3 separate regions of the Arachis hypogaea genome follow, and regions 2 and 3 are each linked to region 1. Evidence: chromatin contacts called from public Hi-C data. All regions are on one chromosome and are shown on one strand. The core of a region is the stretch at or near the end of the contact, and the rest is flanking DNA. Distances in the headings are between cores, read along the strand shown.

Region 1 (3,495 bases), core at 383-2,882:
AGACCCAAGCAAAAGTACCAGTCACAATTCATATCAATATGGTTGCGGGAGAGAACAACAACATTCCAATGGCTTCAACATTCTAATTGTTTGAAGGAAAGAGTATACCTGCGATGGTAAATTAGAGCACAAAGCAAGGAAAGGATAGAAAGATTCAAAATTGAATGAATTAGGAAATTAGGTTGGGCTGAGATTTGGTTTGGGTAGCTTGGGCCTTAATGGCCAATGTCCAAAAAAAAAAAAACAATCAACATACAATTCAAAAAAGCAGAATAAATGACTCTCAATATGGAGATCAAAATCTCTCGCTAGGAGAGTTGATAGAAAATTTGGTTCTTTGAAACTCAGGGAAGTTATCTCTTCTCTGAGATTTACCACCTACATTCAGCTAAATTTTGTATACATACCATCCACACCATCACAACCTACAACTACAACCAACATTATAAAATAAGTAAAACTAAGTTCCAGTTGAGAAAGCACTTGAACATGGAGAAGGAGGGAAAAAAACCATGCATATCATATCAATTCAAATTCAATCGAATGATGTGTTTTAACTATTAGTAGCAAGAAAAAGAAGGAATATAGGAAGAACTGTCTCATTCTAGTAGGGAAGATAATGACAGAGAAGGAAATGAACTTCAAGACATGCAAACAAGTCATAATGGGAATGTGGGATAACCCGGAAGGAGTAGCTGTTGATGAAGTAGACATAAATAGAATGCTGTTCAGCTTTAAAGACAAAAGAAGAGGATTGCAAGTGCTCAGAGGTGGACCATGGTGCATTAAAGGTTTCCTTTTGAACCTAAAGCTGTGGAGTAATTCAAAAACCATTCATGAAGTGAAACATGATCATATGGAGTTTTGGGTTCAAGCTCATGGAGTTTCTTTGGAGCATCTAAATAGAGATGTAGCTAAATTGATTAGAAATGAAATGGAGAATCTTATTGAGGTGGAAGATGCAAAAGTGAATAATGTCATAGTTAGATCCTTTTTGAGGATGACAGTGGCAGTTAATGTAATCAAACTATTGCCTACTAGATTTTGGCTTGATAGAGAAGAATTGCCACAGGTTTGGATCCATTTCAAGTATGAGAGATTATTAGAATGCTATTATCTCAACTGTGGGAGAATTAGCCATAGAAGGAAGGAGTGCAAAGAGGAAAGGGCAATGGCCATATGGAACCTAAAGGCGCCCAAACACTTGCCAGGCATGGGTGTTATTCAAGCAAAACCAATTAGTTTTAGTGGGGGAAGAGATGATGATGAATATGGCAGAGAAAAAAGTGGCGCGTGAAAACCAATCCATGAGCAGCGAGTTGGGGGAGCAAACGGACCTAATAGGAAGTAGAGTAGGTACTCACATAGGGTTGTACCAGCAGGTAAAAGGAAGAAAACATGCAACAGTGAGAGAAGTAGCTATAGAAATGGCAGAAGGATCAAGGGAGAAAGGTGACAAAATCCCAGAAAATAAGAATCTAGAAGCTGCTAATTCTGAAGAGAAGGATCTAGAGGTGGATAGGATAGTAAGGGGCATGAATCTGAAGGTTATAAACCTAGAAGCCAATATCAAAATGGGCTAAGGCCACAAAGGCCCAAGGTTGGAGGATGAAGAAGTCAATAGTGAGAAAAGTAGGCCCACTTTTACACAAGAACCCAAAAGAATGACCATAGAGAAGGCTTCAAGTAGCAAGCCAAAGGGTGCGAAATACAAACAAAGACTTCTTAATCAAGGATTGGACAAAAAGAAGGCTAGCAAAAAAGCTTTACTGGAAGGATGGAAGGAGCACAGTCAAGAAAAAGGAACAATAGCCATTGAAAAAGTCTAAGATTGAAGTATAGTGTAAGAGAAAGGTTCATGCAGATGACTAATTTGGGAGAACTGTATTTTATGAAAATTCCCAATGACGAAGAAATTGAAAAGGAAAAGCAGGCTGAGAGTAGAGTACCTGCATATCAAGAAATTGAACTTATTCAACAGATAAACCACATTATGAGATTGAAAAGAAAGAGGGAGGGGATGAGAATAGTAGTGATGAGGTTAATATGTTAGCAATGGTGGATATTGAATTCTATAACCAAGCAATGAAAAGGAGCAAAATATTGGAAAATCCAAGCATGGCAGTGGAGAGAATTGGGATAAGGTACATGATTGGGGCTGACAACAGACAATTTAAGGCTGAGTAGGCAGGCCATATCATGTCCCACCCGCAACCATAAGTTGTCTAAATTGGATCTGTCGTGGGATGGCGGCCCTAGCAATAGTTTCAAAGCTCCATAATCTATGTAAACAATTCAAGCCCGCCATAGTCTTTCTAATAGAAACTAGAGCTAAGCGTGAATATATAGAAAAAATTAAGAGGAAGTTTTGTTTTGATGGATCTTTTCATATAGAATTCCGGAGACAGTCCGGCGGTCTATGTCTTTTGTGGAATACTAATCTGAAAATTAATGTTTATATGTAGAACGATAACATTATTAAAGCTAACGTTGAAGATAAAAAAATAATAAATAGATAGGAAATTTTATTTATGGCCAACCTAAATATTAATAGAGGAAGAAACTTTGGGCAGAGCTTACAACAAATAAAGACAACAACCTGATTCCACAAATTTTCATTGGTGATTTTAATGATATCCTTTATCAAGATGAGAAGTGGGGGGTCCATCCTAAACCAGAAAACCAAATGGAAGAATTCAGACAATTTGTGAATTGCAATAAGTTGATGGATTTGTATTTAAAAGGGGGGAGATTTACGTGGGTCAGTAACCCTAGAAATGGATTCATAACTAAAAAAATTAGACAAAGCTTTAACTAACTGGGAATGTCGGAAATATATCAAAATGCAACCTTAACATCCAGACCAGCAATTAGCTCAGATCATTGCCCAATAGTTTTGGTTTCGGAACAAAAAAAAACAAGTGTGCTAAAGAGTTAAAAAACGAGGCTTTTTGGGAGGATCATGAGAAATGTGTGAACATCACTAAAAGAGGATGGAATAAAGAACCAATAGAGATAGAAAAACTAAGCGACAAAATTCAGAAACTCCAAGCATCTGGATTATCGGAGAGCAACAGGAACAAATTAATGTAGCATAGGCCAAGATTAAAATATTGTGGAAGCAAAAAGAAAATTTTTGGGGGCAAAGAGCTAGATTGAAGTGGATTAAATGGAGAGACAAAAATATAGTATTTCTTCATGCAATTATAATACAAAAGAGAGATCGAAATAGGATTGAGAAATTTAAAGCTTGTAGAGCATCACTTTAGAGACTTATTCACAGCCTCAAAAATCACAAATGTGGAGCAATGCAAAAGAAAGATTCCTAAGAGAGTAACATATGAAATGAATGAGAGGCCTTCCGAAAGAGTTACAGAAGAGGAAGTTAGGAGAGCAGTTTTCAGCATGAAAGGTCTCAAAGCTCCTGAACCGGATGGACTTAATAGATTGTTTTATCAAAAACACCGCGAAGATATTAAGGGGGAGATATTGGAA
Region 2 (3,495 bases), core at 740-3,239, 95 kb after region 1:
AATATGTTTTGTATCATTCTATTTTAAGATGTATATTCTAGCAAGTGCACACAATTTTTTTTTGCAAATAACAATGTAAATATGTTTATCCTATTTGTCCCCCTTCCTTAAAAAAAACAATGTACATATGTTTGCTTGGGATAGAAAAAATTTATATGAAAATTTATATGGTTACTGTTCCTGTGTGAATACATGGAGGAGAACTCAGCTACCGGAGATTGGTGCTAAGTTGTTATTTTAGTGCTAATTTATGAGTCTTGGGATAGTCCAAATTTTTCACTTAGAGAGATGTTCAATCGTACAGAGTATGAACAAAAAAAAAAAGAAGAGGGTGTACTTGTAAAGACACTCTGAAATTTAAGTTAGTGTTGAGATTTCAATATGTCTTTAGAATAGAAGATCATACTTTTTATAGGTGAGAATACAAACATAACTTACATTAGTGCTTTATTGTCTGAATCGAAGAACAGTAATAAGGGTGTAACAGATGATGATATGGACAATTTGACCGTAGAACCCGTAAGACGTAGTCTGTTGAGCTTCTGTAACGTCGAGCTATAACATAAGTTTGCTGAATTATGACTCATAATATGGAGTTATTACGTCGGATTTATAACGCCGGATCAGTTACAGAAAAGAACTATTCATAAAATTTTGTATTCTACTTTTACTCTTTAACTATATATATATTTAGACGTTTTTATTTTCATCTTTTATATATGAGGTAAAATAATGTGCAAAATTTTAGAAAGTTAGACCATTTAATAATAATAATAATAATAGAAATTTAGACCATTTGGTAAATAAGAATTTCCTCAGAAAAATTCAGTAAGCAGTTGAATTTATTACAGCAGTGAATCAGACCAAAACAAAAGCACAAGAAGGCCATATGATTGGGGTTTGTTGAAGGAAGATATTAATGGGTGGTATTATGCAGAGGAAGAGCATTGGTCACTGGGAAATGCGCACTTTGAACTCCAATACTTTTCAATCTCTTGTGCTGTTCTTCCAGGGATTCTCCCAGCGATAAGAGACCACCTGCCACAGCCAAAATAAACAATGAAAGAAAATAAAAGTTCTAAAAACAAAATTATTGTATATATCACATGCTTTAGAAAGCTTAAATAATAATCTTATATGGGACAGTGCTTAAGTAAACTTTTTTCTTAAAACTAATATTCTGAGGAATTTAAGAGAAAGCTAAGAAGAGAGATCGAAAAAAAAAAGAAGAAGAGATGAAACAATGTGTAATTAAAATCTTGACTGAAAAAACTAAAAAGATTTCCATTCCTCAAGATATATAGATTAAAGGAGGTAACGCTACTTAAGCTAAGATTTGTTTAGCATAAATATATGCTCTCTCTTTTTTCCTTTTTTTTTTTTTTTGAAGAATTTAACTTTTATTTAGGAAATGTTTGGTTTAACATTAAAATCACAGAAAATATGTTCAGTCTTCTTGAACGTTTCAATTTTCTGTTTGACTATGTTTTTCTCTCTAAACACAAATTTGATGAAGATCAGACAAACCTCTTCCCAACTAATCTAAACATCCTGGCAACAAGATCTTCCTCATCTTCGGAGAATTCCAACATAGTAGGCTCCTCCTCTTGTCTCATCTCTGACATGATTTAAACATTCATACATATAAAACAGAGATATATAATATGTAATAAAGAGAGATCCTGTTATCCATAACCATATATATATATGTACAGGAAAAAACAAGACAGAAGAAGCTAAGTGAAAGATGGAATAATAAACACAATAACACTTGAAAATGATGATGTTGAAGTAGTTCAATATATAATAACCTTTCACAAATTGGTCAGAGCTAGCAGTATTTGCTTCAGTGGTACTATGATGATTGGAGTCACTCATCTTCTTTTTTTTTTTTTTCTTTTTTCTCTTCAGCTTAGAAGATTATTGTGGAAAGGACTATAAAATATAATAAATGGTGTTGGTTGCTAGATAGGAGCCGGATAAGCTACTATTTATAGAAATGAAGATTCTGATGATTAGGTACTACCAATTTGATACTCGGGAGGATTTAGAACTGACAAAAATATTCTTAAAGACAAAATAGTCTATGAATAATTTGAGATGTCACAAAAATAATCAATAAATGTTGTATTTTTTATAAGTAATTAAAATTTTTTTGTATTTAACAAATAATTTATCTATTTGATTCGAATTTTTGTGACAATATTTGAATAAATATTTAAAAGATGCACACAAAAAAATTCAAAGCAAAAACTTATCTCTAGATTTTTCTTTTTTTTTTCCAAAAAAATTGATCATTCACAATAATTTTTTAAAAAATTATTTAATATAAAAGTATTAAATTTTGAGGATGATAATATCTCATTTTTCTAATGACATTTGTAAAAAAATGTGTTAAAATATGATTTTTAAAATTTTTTTAGAATATATATTTAATATTTAATTTTTTTTATCGTATTTTTTAAATTTTTAGATACTTATTTGTCATTAACATCTTTTAGAATTATTTTTATCAGCATTATGAATTTTTGAATACTATTTTAATAATTTATTTTTACATATTCATATTAATAGAAAATTCAACCATACTAATAAAGAGAAAATATAAGGAGTTAATTTTTTATAATTATTTTAAAATATTTTCTTTGTTCATTTTCTTTTCATTCACCCACACTTGTTAAGCTTCAACTTTAATTCGAAATATATTTTACTCATCTCTTTTATAACTTCTAACCAAAATCAATAAATCATCATTAATTTTGATAGCAACAACATCAAATATTATGTTTGTTCAAGCCAATCTTTCTAACATATATAGTCATTAATCTTCTATTTTAAAATCTAGTGCCTTATGAAACGCGTAAAATACAATTCGGATCGTATTTGCATAAAATTCCTTATGAGTATTATTCAACAAATTCACTTTCAAACATTATAAATAAAAGACTTAACACATATTTGAAATATATTATTTAATCTTAATTTTTATTTTTTTTAGACTATCATTAATTTAAATATCGAAATCTCTTACAAGATTACAAGTAATTTTACTGATCAATTTAAGGATTGTGACCTTGTGAAAATCTCCTTCCCGCTCCCTTACAAAGACTTCACTCAAATAATCCCTATCAAACAATATATTAGCTTGTGTTTGTTTATTAGAATAGAACACTGAAATATAAATATAAAAATATAAAATCATGTTTAATAGATAAGATATGAATAAAAATATTATATTTTAAAATATTAAATTAGTATATTTTATATGTTCTTCATAACAAAATAGATATTGAATTATTAGGTAAAGACACAATTTATTTTTTTTATTATCATTATTAAATTTTTATAATTATATTTTTTAAAATTTTGTGTGAAAAAAAATAAAAATAAATTAAACTTTATTAATTATTCTATTTTATATTCTGTGTATCACAAAATAAAATATAAAATACTAAATTATGTATTTTTATTTTTTATATTTTATTTTTAGTGTCT
Region 3 (3,495 bases), core at 472-2,971, 66 kb after region 1:
TGGCTAAACCACGGAGTGACACGTGTTACTAACAGCCCATGTCATTAAGCCATGTCATCATATCGTTAATGAAAAATGGGTCAAGAACTAACATGGTGCTCTTTTATCAATCTCAGAGATGTAATTGATACAATTCTCAGGAACGATTTTAGTGTATGACGCCAATTTCAGAAACAATTTTAGGGTTTGACTCTAACAAAATACTAAAGTTTAGACCAATTTTTGATTAAGATAAACATCAATTAAAAAAGCAACCAAGATTTAAAATATATTTTTTTTAAATATTTTCTTCCTTGAAAAGAAAAATTCACCAAAAAAAGAAAAGACCTCATTTTACTGGATTAATTTGCATAAATGGTCTATAAACCAAATGCCAATTATAACTTTATAAGGTTATTTACGTTCTTTAATATTTAAAATGAAATTATCTTTGCTAAAGACAAAACCACCTACTTTTTATGTACGTCGTGAAAGTGATTCTTCTTCCATATTAATCCATTATTTCAAAATAGTTAATGAAAATAGAAAAGCATTTTAATGTATTATTTAAAATTGTTAGATTTTGAGTTTGAATGTAAAATTTAAATGTTTAAGATTGAGGTGGTTTCGATTTATTCGTTGTAAAAAAAATTTAATATCTATAAGTTAAGAAGAGTTTAAATAAATTTTAAATGAAATTAGATTAAAAAAGATATTTGAGTACATGAGTATTTATAGAAGGATAAATGAAACTTAGTCATTTTTGGAAAAAAAAAATTTAATATAATAAATGATTATTTTTTTAATAAAGTAAGAAGTTAGTTATCCTATGTTTGAGAATTGCGATAGTTACTACTTTAGTGATAATAATTAAAGTAGTAGAAAAATTTAGGGGTGTTCATGAATTAGATCGTATCCGCAGATTCGCAGAAAACATCTGTATCCGATTTAAAAATTGCGGATACGATCAGATCCGCATATTGATCGGATCGGATAGGATCTGATCCGCATCCTTTAAGGATCGGATTGTGGATATCTACTCTACATCCGTGTATCCAATTCGCGGATTCGCAGATCCGCACAATAATAGTTAAAAATAAATAGATATATGTATGTTTAGTATTATATTTACTTGTTTGTATGTTTTAGTCAATAATTATTGTTCATATATTGTATTATTTTATTTTTGTTATTTAGAAAAAATTTGATTAAAAATTATTTTAGAAATAAATAAGTTTAAAAGTGTGAAAGAAATATTTTTTTGAATTTTTTACATAAAAATATGATTAAAAAGAGAAGGTTTAATTATGCGAATATATTCAATATCAAATATCCGATCTGATCCGTACATTTGCAAATCGGATCGGAACAGATCTGCCATTAAAAGATGTGGATACCATATCCAATCCGATCCGATGAAAATTGTGCAGATCGAATCAAATTTTTGGCCAATCTAAGTATACCCCTAAAAAAATTATTTAACTTTTTTTAAGTTAGGTCAGATATAGGTTATAATGGCTCGGATACAAGTTAGTCCAACCATGTAAATGAAGTCACACGGATTCAGTGATGATGATGATGATGATGATGATGATGATGATGATGATGATGATGATGATGATGATGATGATGCCTCGCTTCCTGTGTAACGATGGCCCAATGTATGCTACCATGGTAGATTACTAGCTCGCAATAGGTTGGCATTGAGAAATAGGGCAGACCACAAGTAAAAGACCCAACTTCTTCGTTTGAAGCCCATTTCGTTTTAACAAATATATAAAGCCTAGTGTTTGGGCCTTTAAATGTAGGTCAGAATATGGTAGACTAAATATTTAATACCAAAAGAGAAATATAGGAGGAACAAATCAAATTAGGCTGGTTTAGCAGACAAATTTTTAAATAGTCTGTACGATAAATTAATTTTTAATCTGTCGGATTGAAGAATACTAAAAAAAAAATCTAACAAATTGTCCGTTATTTTTAAGGTTCTGAAAATCGGTTCGAACTGGCTAATCAAATCGGTCGAACCGTGAACTGATGAACAAGACCGTTCGGTTAGAAACCATAACCGCTAAATTCAAAAATTGCTATTGAACCATTAAATCGGACGAGAATCGATCGGTTGAACCAAATCAGAATCCAGCCGGTTTTCAAAAATCTTCACCAAATGGTGCCGTTTCGTTCATTGTGGGAAACCATAACTCTGCGAACGTGAACCTCTTTTCCAAAATCCAAACGAAGCACTCTGCCACTCTCTCACTCACGCGACACTCCTCCTCGTTCCTCTCAAACTTTGCCGCTGCAACTGGTCTCACCTCGTTCCTCCATCGCACAGCCACTGTCCCGCCGCACAGCCTTTGTTCCACTGCGTCAACCCCATCGTCGTGCTCCTTGTCCCGCTCTATGCTCGGTCTCGAAGGATCTAGTCCGTTCCTTAATTGATTGAGCAGGTAAGTACATTCATCTTCTCCCTTGACTAAGTCCGATCAAGTTGAATTTTTCACAACGATACTATAACCTCTACTCTCTTTAGAAGTTTTTTTCAACTGTAACTGTTGTTTTAAACTTTTAGGATTGTTGATGATCTTGAATATTGATTCTGATATGCTCTGATTCTATTAATTGATTGATTTGGTTTTGATAATTCTTGATTTGAACATTGGTGAAGTTGTTCAGTTACCTAACTTGTTGGAATTGAACTTGAGCAACAACAAACTAGAAGGAAGCATCTCCTCTGAATTCAAGTCATTTGGAGCTCTCTATTCTCTTGATCTTAGTGAAAATTTGTTGAATGGAACAATACCAAGAGTACTTGGAGAATTGAAGCAGTTGCAGTCGTTGAATCTCTCTCGCAACAATTTTTATGTCACAATTTCATCTAATTTTATTAGCAGGTCAAGTTTAACTTTTGTCAAAATATTATATAACCGGTTAGATGGACCTCTTCCAAATAACAGAACATTTCTTCATGCTTTACTTGAATCATTGAAAAATAAGGAAGACTTGTGTCATAATGTCACTGGCTTGGTGCCATGCCCAAGTAGTCATATGCAAAAGTCTTGGTCATGTTATTGGTTCTTCTTCTTATCTTTGGAGTATTAGCACTAACACTTTGTGTGATTGGTATTTCAAAGATATGCAACCAGAGGAACAAATTTTTCATATGTAGTCATAATAAAAAAAATGATATATATATATATATATATATATATATATATATATATATATATATATATATATATATATATATATATATATTCTTCTATTGTGTATCAAATTTATGATTTTTTGGTTGGTAGAAATTCAATCACCTCAATTTACAATTTAAGATGAGACAAATTTTTTCATTGGTAGCAAATGCTTACCTATTAAGCAGGGAAAATCCTTTATTTTCAATAAATAGCGAAAAAATTATGCTCTTATTTTGCTTTTTGAAAGAACGGACTACGAGGGTCAGCTACCCAGCTAATATGCATACTTAAATACTGTTACTTTATAGCTATATTTCATTATGAA

Evidence for each region. A called contact is a pair of places that touch in the nucleus more often than the background predicts.
Region 2: a contact with region 1 is called in a Hi-C map of leaf, with 3 times the contacts expected there. The contact joins the promoter of LOC112795914 here to the enhancer-like site in region 1. A contact is called at or near these places in 2 of 8 Hi-C or Micro-C datasets (both in leaf).
Region 3: a Hi-C map of an unstated tissue shows a contact between it and region 1, with 5 times the contacts expected there. The contact joins two enhancer-like sites. A contact is called at or near these places in 4 of 8 Hi-C or Micro-C datasets (leaf and an unstated tissue).

Annotation. Positions count from the first base shown.
Region 1 is chr4:4,745,864-4,749,358 of arahy.Tifrunner.gnm2.J5K5, forward strand. It overlaps LOC140184381 (a long non-coding RNA gene), which reads right to left. Exons shown (of 3, transcript XR_011880875.1): 2 at 1-108. Among protein-coding and RNA genes, the nearest start is that of LOC140184381, 4.1 kb to the right of the region's middle. Within about 2 kb of position 1,633, at least 2 of the 3 cell types and tissues checked have open chromatin away from gene starts, as enhancers often do.
Region 2 is chr4:4,840,657-4,844,151 of arahy.Tifrunner.gnm2.J5K5, forward strand. LOC112795914 (MYB-like transcription factor ETC1) reads right to left here and starts at 1,990. Exons shown (of 3, transcript XM_025838124.3): 1 at 1,812-1,990; 2 at 1,528-1,618; 3 at 796-1,038. The coding sequence starts at 1,878. The coding sequence ends at 930.
Region 3 is chr4:4,811,935-4,815,429 of arahy.Tifrunner.gnm2.J5K5, forward strand. No RefSeq gene overlaps it. Among protein-coding and RNA genes, the nearest start is that of LOC112795913, 13 kb to the right of the region's middle. Within about 2 kb of position 1,722, at least 3 of the 3 cell types and tissues checked have open chromatin away from gene starts, as enhancers often do.